Regions from separate parts of the Sus scrofa genome. Here region 1 is linked to region 2. The links are chromatin contacts, called in public Hi-C maps. All regions are on one chromosome and are shown on one strand. The core of a region is the stretch at or near the end of the contact, and the rest is flanking DNA. Distances in the headings are between cores, read along the strand shown.

The links. A called contact is a pair of places that touch in the nucleus more often than the background predicts.
Region 1: a contact with region 2 is called in a Hi-C map of omental adipose tissue, with 1.8 times the contacts expected there. The contact joins two enhancer-like sites. A contact is called at or near these places in 3 of 47 Hi-C or Micro-C datasets (embryonic fibroblasts, omental adipose tissue and skeletal muscle) and 1 of 2 datasets of contacts at active chromatin or transcription factors (alveolar macrophages).

Annotation. Positions count from the first base shown.
Region 1 is chr9:86,737,239-86,742,340 of Sscrofa11.1, reverse strand. The region is part of intron 2 of LOC110255481 (a long non-coding RNA gene); the gene reads left to right. Among named protein-coding and RNA genes, the nearest start is that of AHR, 230 kb to the right of the region's middle. Within about 2 kb of position 2,125, at least 26 of the 83 cell types and tissues checked have an H3K27ac peak or open chromatin away from gene starts, as enhancers often do. A contact at or near this core is called in alveolar macrophages and omental adipose tissue, where this site is marked.
Region 2 is chr9:86,238,739-86,244,491 of Sscrofa11.1, reverse strand. No RefSeq gene overlaps it. Among named protein-coding and RNA genes, the nearest start is that of AGR2, 190 kb to the right of the region's middle. Within about 2 kb of position 1,516, at least 4 of the 83 cell types and tissues checked have an H3K27ac peak or open chromatin away from gene starts, as enhancers often do. A contact at or near this core is called in alveolar macrophages and omental adipose tissue, where this site is marked.

The DNA of each region.
Region 1 (5,102 bases), core at 876-3,375, 500 kb before region 2:
TAACCTAGGAGTAATTTGAAAACAAAGCCTGGTATATTGGTCACACAGGAGATCAGAATATTACTGGTTCTAATTACAGTCAGGCACAGTCATGACAGAGACCAGCAAGCCTGTGTCAGAGTAAATGCCTGGGGTTAGAAGAAAAGGACAGAAAGAACTAAGGGCAACAATAAGGCATGAACCTGCAAAGTTGTAGGAGATAAGTTAAAATTTATTCAGATTGTGTGATTTTTCTAAGAGTCAATGTAGGCTAAATATTACAATTGAAAATTGTTGACAGGTAAAAATAGTGTGTTGATTAGACTTGGAAGCATGTGGGCACCAACCTCCCCCAAATTAATAATGACTTTATTTTTTTACTTTTTACTTAAATTAAAAAAAAAATTCAAGTGTAGTTGATTTACAATAATATGTCAATTTCTGTGGTACGGCAAAGTGACCCAGTCATACAAAATAGTGGCTTTAAATGAAATTTTGCTCTCTTCTACAAACCAAGTCTAGTAGTCAAAGACCTACTATAGGATTTTCCTGAGTTCCTCAAAGCTCCAGGCTCCATCCAGCTTTTCTCTCTCCTACCACACAGCCCTGCTTTGTTGAAGATTGCTCATACCATTCCTATGAAAGCTCAAGGACTAAAACTTAGTCACATGACTGCACCTAAGGCCAGTGTGATGGGACTATGTACTGGATAATATCAGGAGAAACTGGGAGGAAGCTATTTGTGAAGAAAGAATGGAGAATAGATCATTGAGGTCTGCAGAGAGCCTTTTCAGCAGACTCCAAGAAAATGTCCTTTTGGTGGTAATTTTTTTAGGCTTTAATAGCTGTATTTTATTATACATTGCATTTCCTTTAAAACTTCCATCGCATTTGGGAGGACATGAAATGCAGAGCTCTGTAGAAAATGAATAGATTTGCTAAGTCAGGGCATTAGACTTTTCAAAAAGGCCCATGACTTGACATGAATATCACATACTTTCATTAGAATAATGTCTTCCACATTTATGTATTACTGCTTTTCATGTGGATAAACTTTTGACTCATAAAATACAATCTTATTAACTGTATTCATTGTACTTTATTGTTGAATAATTCATCAAAGAATATCTTCACATTTAAAATTGTTATCATGCTACAGACGTGATAAATTCATTTGAGTAATTAAAAAATAAATTAAAAAATTGTTATCATGGCTGTTGGGGGGATTGTTGCTTGAGGAGATGAAAATTTCTAATTTTAGAAAAAGCAACTTTGGGGGTTCTCTTCGTGGCTCAGATGTTAATGAACTTGACTAGGATCCATGAGGATGTGGGCTCCATCTCTGGCCTCGCTCAGTGGGTTAAGGATCCAGTGTTGCCGTGAGCTATGGTGTAGGTCACAGACATGGCTTGGATCTGGTGTGGCTATGGCTGTGGCTGTGGTGTAGGCCAGTGGCTGTAGCTCTGATTCGACCCGTAGACTGTGAACTTCCATATGCTGCCAGGGTGGCCTTGAAAAAGCAAAAAAAAAAAAAAAATCAACTTCATACTAAAAATGCCTGGAAACCATTCTTATCAGATTTTATTGTAAAGATTTATTTAGTATTATTCCTTTTTGGCTTTACTTAATTTTTAAGCTCTATTTTATTTTCTTTTTGCCTGAATTCTTTCACTTCCTTCTAATTTTTATTTTTGTGTCACAATATTTCTATTTTGTTTTTCTGTAAGATACCTTAGACTGTTTTTGGAACACTCTGGGTATAAACACAAAATCTGATAATAGCTGCTCCTCTCACTGAAGCCAGGTACCAGCTCCTGGAATCAGAGACTTTCCTATCTAGGATTTGCTGAAGTTTTCTTATCTAGGTGTAAAAGAGATTAGTTCCAATTTGCATAGGCAGTGGACCAGGATATTTAATTGTTCTTTGAACCTGCATTCAATATTCCCTTATTTTTCTTTGGAAGGATTTGACATTTGCCGTGAATTTCTAGCTGACTTCTGGTTTCTAGTTCCCTGGAATTATGGTGTCCTTTGAAATCCTTCAGAGTCTCTCTTCATGCTCACTGCCACAGCCTTTAGCAGTGCCTTCAGTTTTTCACCACCTTATTGATTGTGTCTTTTGAGTATCTTGTAGCCCTCTCTCCTTTCTTCATTTTCGTTCTTTGGATACTTAATGCTATTGTCACCTAAAGTCAGCTCTTTGAATCTTGAGTGGTACTGTTTGCTTTGTGTCCCTTTTCTTCTTCTATGACAGAAACCAAGTTATGAGAAACCAAGCATTTTCCCCTTGGATTTTTCAATTCTCTTTTACTTTTATTTTTAACTTGCTCTGGGGCTGTTAAACTTAGACTTCCTCTCAGTTAATCCTGTGTTTCTGTGGATTATCTCATCATAATATCCAAACATAACTGTCAAATGTACAATCTTCATCTTGGCTTGGGTCAATCCTCCTGAACTCTTATGAGCTATACTGAGACCTTTGAAGTACTAGTTCCTCTCTCCTCTGATGGCTGCTGGCAGGGAGACAGGCTGCCTGAGATTGATGGGGGGATGGGCAGGCAGCATTGCCAAATAGTTGTGGTATCATAAACAGTGCAGAGTGCCTTGCCAAAAACTACATATTGACCTTGTTTAGCTTCCAGAGAGATGAGGTAAGGCTATTGAAATAAATTTGAGATTGCGAAAGATTAGACTACCATCACATACTTAAAAGTAATCTTTCTCAGCAGAATATGCAAGACATTTTTAAAAGGAGAAATGCGTGTAACTCTGCTCCAACTGTGGATTTCCTTTTGGCTTGAAGAACTTGATACTGGCAATGCTTAAGCAAAATCAGTGTTGATAGACCTAAGGTGGATATTAACCTAAGCTGTGTTCTGGTCTCCATAGATAAGAATACTGAAAACATACAAGATACAATAATAACAGGGATCATGTGGGGGGAGGAGAGAAAATACACCTGGTGTTAAATGTCTATAATTCACATCATATTAATCATGCAGTTTTTGTGAGGTTAAGAAATGATCCAGGTGTTAATTAACAGGGCAAAAATCCAAAGAAAGCAGCTGGAGTTCTGCTTAGGAAGTCCAAACCCCATCAGTGCTTAATACAAGTGCTTCTGTCTTTTATGTCTCAGGTGATAACCAATATGGGAACCAGCATAATGATGATCAGGAATTAGTGCTTGTTGGTGAAGATGGCAGTTTATAAATTAGCAAAATTTCATCCCTTGGTGAAATTAAAAGTTTTTAGGAAAAAAAAAATTGTTTGGATAAAAATGGTTGAGACATTCTGCACACTTGCATGAATGTAGAGGCCTATACTCTTTTCACTTAAAATAGGGCCCAGTGCTTGATCCTTAAATAATCCTGTGACCAGCCATTGGTTTAGAAGATTTCACGTTGTCTGGAGTTCACTATTAGGGTACTAGATCCTGCTTCTGGAAGGTTGCCACATCTGGCTTCAGTCAGTTTTTCATGTACATGGAGGTCTGCCCAATTAAAAGGACAGAACTGGCATTTTAGTAAAATTATAGTACAGGCTGTTTTTGTCTGCTCCTTAACGAATATTTGTTTAACAACTGTAATAGTGGGAGAATGTTGAATAAGACCTGCTTTAATTGTAATCTGGTAGATCATTTTATTGAGTGGTTAACTTCCAAACTGACTTCAGAAACATAAGAATAAAGTGTGTAGTACTGGCTATTCTTACTGTTTAAAATTTCTACGCTTCCAAAGAATTAAAAACTTGTTATTTTCTTTAAATTTGTTTTTTCTTTGTTTATTGGTAAGAGAATTTATTTTTAAGTGTTAGCTGTGTGTATGTCCAGTTTTTTAATGTTTAGTTCATGCTCTTTAACGATTTATATTTTAAATGTTACCCAACTGTTTCTTACTGTTAATTTTTTGGATTGACAAAATTTTGAAAATTTTAGATCTTTATAGAAATCTCTTCGTTTTTGAGCTTAGGCTCCCTCCCCCCCCCCCACCATGACTGGCAAATTTGCTTATTTAACTTTTATTATTTTTAGGTGGAGTTTTTTATTATTATTATTATTTTAGAGCTGTCCTGTGGCATAGGCATATAAAAGTTTCCAGGCTTGAGGCAGAATCAGAGCTGCAGCTGCTTGCCACAGCCACAGCCACAGCAATGCAGGATCCAAGCTGCATCTGTGACCTACACCACAGCTCGCAGCAATGCTCCTTAACCCACTGAGCAAGGCTAGGGATGGAACTCACATCCTTATGGATACTAGTTGGGTTTGTTACTACTGATCTACAATGGGAACTCCTATTATTCGTTTGTTTTTTTTTTTTAATTTGCACTTAGCTTTCATTATTCTGGAATTGTTTCAAACTATTTATCAACAACTCTTCCCCTTCTTATTCATTTGGATTGCCTTATTTATTGTATATTTGATTCATATATATATATATATATATATATATGATTGTTCTATATTCTTCACATTATTAGAACTTTATAACATATTTTAATATTTGGTAGAGTTAAACTCCCATTACCCATTACTCTTTTTTTTTCAAAAATTTCTGAAATCTTTTTTGTTTTCTATTCTTTCATATGAAGTCTAAAACTATTTTGTCTGTTTCAAAACTCGAATTGAAATTTTGATGTAGTTGTGCATATTTCTAAATTACTTTAAAAAGAACTAATATTTTAGTAATAGTCTGTTTCCTCATCCATGAACATGGGATATTTTTTTACATATCCAGGTTGTTTATAGGAATAACTCAGAAAAGATATTCATGATTCTTGTACATGTATTTTAAAAGGCTTTTTCTACATATTTTATGTTAATAAGTATTATGAACATCCTCTGTCTAATTTAGAGCTTAACATATGAGTCTATTGAATATAGTTTATTAAGAAAATGGTCCCAGAATTTCCAAAGCAATCCTGGGGAGAGGGGGGACAAGCAGGAGGCATAACTCTCCCAGACTTCATACAATATTACATAGCTACACTAATCAAGACAGAGTGGTACTGGTACAAAATCAGACATAGACCAATGGAACAGCATAGAGGATGCAGAAATAAACCCAGACACCTATGGACAATTAACCTTCAACAAAGGAGGCAGTAAGATGAAATGGGAAAAAGAC
Region 2 (5,753 bases), core at 267-2,766:
GATCATTGCTCCTGAATGAGTTTAAGTCAATCAGATTACATGCACCTCCTGATAGGCTGGCTTTCTGGGCAGCCTCACAATTGATTCTGCTTGCACACTTGAACCAGACCTACCAGGACCTAGACCTCTTCTTGTGAGGTAACTGACAAGTCAAGGATCAACTTCCCCCAGGTAGAGAAACCATCTGCTGCCAGGCATAAAGAAAATAAAGTGTACAGTCTCTTGGCTGTGATTCTGTGAGAAGTTGGTGAGATTCATAAAGGGCTAAAACCATTTTCATGTACATGAGAACAGCTCACTCTGTCCTTGGCCTTTAACACAAGGAAATCATGGATTTTTGCCTATTTGCTTTGTATTGACTACTTAAACAAATTCCTACTTATTGTAATGATTTTTGGTTAAATTTTTAGTGTACAATCATATTACCTTTATTTAAGGATAATGTTGCCTCACTCTTTCAAAAAGTTACTTCAGCTCCAAAGCAGGTTATACTTGGTTTGAAGGTTGAAAAGAGTAATGAGCTTTCTGAGTATTTTTGAGATACATGGATGTAAAGACAAAATGTTAAATACAGAGTAACAGAACTCTGTCCTGTTTTAGTAGTAGTTTAGATGTGAGGCAATGATGAACTGTTTTAGTAGTAGTTTAGATTTGAGGCAATGATGCATGAAATGGGATGGTTGCTTAAAGGAATACAGACAGAGAAATCGCTGAAGATTATTTTCAATTTTCAACAATTGCTAGATGGGGAAGATAAGTAGGCAATAAAAAATAACTTCAACATTTTTAATAGGCACCATGAACAATAACTAACCAACAATAACCATAGGTGCTAGATTTTTATAGATGTTGAAATATATTATATGATAGAAACCTAAAAGGAAGATTTAAAAAGTAAATAAATCTGACTTCCTAGTTTATAAACAGTGCAAATCAGATCAAGAGAAATCAGCAGATATTTATTTTCTGCTAACTCCATGATCTCATACAATCTTGTTAAATAAAACCAAAATATCTCACAATAATTACATTTTTATAAAGTCTTCACACTACACAAAGCACTACGAATACGTTGCATGTAGAAATGATCCCTAGAGAAACGCTGAGAGTTTTTTGACCCTAAAAATTCCTAAAAATGTTTACAGCCTATAAAATATTTTCTGATTTCAGCTGATAATCATAACCCATCCGTTATTCTCTTGCAAATCCCACTCTACCGGTGAAACTCTATTTACCCTTTAAAGCAATCTTTTCCTCTTTCCTTGAAGCGGGGGCGGGGGCGGGGGTGGGGGGGATTAAGGGGCGGAGTAGATGAAATTGGAGTAGAGGCAGCAAGTTGCTAGACAGGAAAAACCTCAGTAATGGTGACTTTCCTGGGCAAAGGAATAAATCAGAAGATCACAGAGTGTACTGACGACTCTTCTATGCAGCCGTTGTGGATCTCCACAGATAGTCATTATTTCAGGACTCATAGCTCAGGAAACCATATAGCTGCTGATACGAGTGTATCTGCCCTGTTTCCATCTCCAAAAACAAAATAAAAATTATTCCTAGCGCCCTTTCCATCACCCTCCCTCACCTTCAAATCTTTCCCATCCTTAGCTTAACTCATTTCCCTTACTCAAAGGAGGGCAAACAGTGGCTTGTGTTGCTAGCACAGTCAAACCACAGAGCGCATTGCCATCCATGTTTTCCCTGGTCTCAACTTTCCAGATTATTCTCCTGGCCAAGTAAAGATTTTAGAGAAAGCAAAAGAAAATTTTATGAGAAAGGTTTAAAATAAAACAAAGTAAACCACAAGTAATTCTATTTATTCCATGATAAAACTAACTTTGTTCAGCATTACTTCTACTTAAAAAAAAAAAAAAAGGTACGTTTCCAAAAATTCGTAAACTCCTCTTGGTAGAATAGTTTATTCCTTTAGTAAAGTGAAGGTGTCTGTAATAGATTCCACTTAAATCCCCTTTTGTTGCAACTACTAAAAACACTGTCAAGAGTTTAGTAAAAATAAGATTGCTATTACAAGCATATTTTTCCAAGTAACATTCCCTCTCTCTCTATTCCACTTCCTTTTTAACTATCCTGCTCTTTTCAAATGGTCAAGGGTCATTAAGAGAGTGGAGTAGTGAAGATAACGAGGGTCTGGATAATGTTGATGAATAACAAAAAAAAAAAAAAAACAGTTTTATGCACACTTTTAATCTCCCAAAGTTATTACCATGTGAGAAATTGATGTCTGTAGCTAATGATCTTATCCCAGACTCTGATCTAATTTTGAAAATGCAAGAACAAAGCACATGCTGCTTCTATTCCTATTTGCTTACCCCATTTACTGTGACATCTGCAAAAAAAAAAAAAAAAATGGATTATGAAATAATTTTCTTGGGGATAGTTTTTGAGAAGTATTTTTCCCCTTTTTTTTTTTTTTTTTTTTTTTTTTTTGTAGTTTCGGGACACTGGTCTTGGGTAACTTCTCTGAGACCATGCTCCCAGAAGTAGCAGCTGATTTGACTAATGTTGGCTGCCTCTCAAGTAGTCCTAACAACCATTCTCACTGACTCTATCTGGCAGGTACTCCTAAAACACTCAGTCATTCAAAGTAGGTGACCCAAAAATATCCCAGTCATTCATGCATCTACTCAACAAACATTTATTGGTAGAGTGTTATGTTTGCAACATGAAAGTAATGTTTCTGTGATCAACTAATAGCGAACCCTTTATACCTAATGTACTCAAATCTCTTAGCTCCCCCTATAGGGAGGATTGGATTAAAGTAGGGAGTGAAGGGAGAAAAATTCAAAGGCAGGCTCAATTTCAAGTAGAGAATTAGAGTCTGGAAAAGTCCATTCCTGCTGTCTCAAAAGAGCAACCACAAATAACGATGCTACTTGTACAGCTGCCTGATAGAATGAGTCAAGGAAGAGCATACTTTCACTATTTAGTGACAGAAGCAATAACATCTATCACAAAATATATATATATTTTTTTATAAAATATATATTATGAGAATATATTGTATATATATTTTTAAAAATTCATCTCTGCTACTAATCATTCTTTTTACTCCCCTGTTTCTTGTGCAGTTATGTATTAGCATTAGCAAAGGCTTTTACTGATGCAGCAATTACTCAACATGAGTTTAAATTTCTATTAGGTTTGTCTAATGCATTAATTTGCTAATTATTCATAATTCATAACTCGTTCACTATTCATAATCCAGTAGTTCAATAAACATCATCAATTAATATGTATATAAACTCACAATTTCTCCCCTCCATGTTTATCCTGAAATAGAAAAGCAGACCTGTACTAGCATTTCCAATTCAGTGAGGTAGGAACTCAAATCAGAATGTGTATAAGGCACAAAGTCCTGTGGCAACACATCAAAAATGATGTGATCAGTTCTGTGTCATTGATAAAAGGGATGAGATTTAAAATCTCAGAGATAGATATCTGCTGATTTCTCCATCAAGTCAGACTGATCTGGTTTGAATAGCTTTTATATTGTTCCTTACTCCACACTTACCCTGACAACACAATAATTCAGACTGTTATTAGCAAATATCTAAACTATATAGTTTCCTAAGTGGTTTCTACACTATCCATCTTTCTCTCATTTCATCCTGAACATAACTACACATTTATCATCTGGTATTACCTTTTGTTCAAGCCTCCAGCCCCTCTCATACATAATTTTTTTAATATAGAAATAAGGTTAAATGCCTATAATTTCAGGACACTATGATCAATCGAGGCTATATCATAATATAGAAGTACGTGTTGTAAATGTACATCCACTTAGAAGGTTACAAAGCAATATCTGTGTAACTGCAAATAAAATCATGGGGTATTACAGCACCCCAAAAGTCCCTTCATATCCACAGTTTACAACTCCTCACTTACAGTTCTTTCCCTCTCTGCTAGAGGTAACTGCTATACTGTCTGCTATTAATTGTCATCTTGCCTTTTGTGGCAGCTTGATTGTAATCACAGCTTTGTTGGACAGTTAGATATGAGCTCAGATTTATGCTGACACTGCTGCACCCAAAGTGCTTGGCTTGCGTCTTTCAGCTTTTCAGCCCCAAGACCTTCTACAAGCCTGCACGAATCACAGGAGGGGAAGTCCACACACCCTCTACCAGTGGAGAATGGGAACTGATGGATAAATACTCCAACCTCCTGTCCATCAAACATAATCTTGGCAGGTATTCTGTCCTGTCTTCAGGGTTCCTGGCTCTCAGCAATGGCCTGGGAAATACACAAGTGTATGGCCTGGTCTTTCTTCTTCTTCTCACTCTCTACTCCCTTATCCTGCTTCCTAAAGTCTCTTTCCATATAAACTATCTGCCATTAGCCATTGACTCATGTTTTTCTTTCATGAAGAACAAGACCTCCTTTTAATAATTTCACAACTTATTATACAGTCTTAACCAACACATTTATCTTTGTATAATTTCATAATTTAAAAAATGAACTGCACAGTATGACTTCCATTGTGTCTTGTTTCTTTCAGACAACACAGGATCCAAGCTGACTCTGCAACCTACACCACAGCTCACGGCAACGCTGGATCCTTAACTCACTGAGCAAGGGCAGGGATCGAACCTGCAACCTCATAGTTCCTAGTCAGATTTGTTAACCACTGAGCCATGATGGGAACTCCGAGAAGACCTATTTATAAAATGGAAATAAACTTTTATTTAAAAATAAAATATTAAAGAAATGGGTGAAGAGGTACAAAAAGTAATAAAGTATTCAGTGTCAAAATTTTTTAAATAAAAACAAAATATCAATAGAAGAAACAATCCAAATTAGCTCTTAGAATTTAAAATTTGATGGTTGAAATTGAAAACAAAAGAATTGAGGATTGGAAAATAAAGTTAAAGAAAACACTAGTGAGGGAGGGATGGAGAGACAGAGGAAGAGGGAAACAGCAGGCTGAGGAAAACAAATAAAGAAAAAATACTGGAGCTCCCTTCATGACTCAGCGGTTAACAAACCTGACTAGGATCCATGAGGGTACAGGTTCGATCCCTGGCCTTGCTCAGTGGGTTAAGGATCCAGCACTGCTGTGGCTGTGGTGTAGGCCAGTGGCTACAGCTCTGACTGGACCCTTAGCCTGGGAACCGCCAAATGCCACAGGTGCAGCCCTAAAATAGCAAAAAGAAAAAAAAAAGAAAAGAAAAATACCTACAGATTTATTTAGAATATCCACTATGTGAAATAATAATAATTTTAGCATGAAAAGGGAGGGTTAAAAAATCAGAAACGATTTGAAAATTCATTACAAAATATAGAACTTATTACAGAATTAAAGAAACTAAGTTTTCAGATTAAATGGTTCATCTAGTAACATAAACAATAGAGGAAAAGGAACCTATAGCAGGACACCTACCTTGAAAATACAACTTTGAGAACAGGGGAATACTGAAAGTTCCAGAGATTAAAAGTATATCACAAATGAAAGATGAAGAATCAGAGTGGCACTTGATGTTGAAGACAAAAGATAAAAAATGATTTTCAATTAATACTGTATACCCAGACAAAATGCCAATTATATGTGAAAGTAGGAGTTCCAACTGGCCACAGGAGTGGCTAAATCAGAATCTCCACCCACCCAGTACAACTTCCAAAAAGAAGTAAGAGGATAGGGGGGTGAGAGCAAAGAGGAGAAGAGGGAGGATAGGGAAGAGGAGGAGGAAGAGGAGCACAAATCAAATCCCACTTGACCCACATCTTCAGCACTGCTAGGA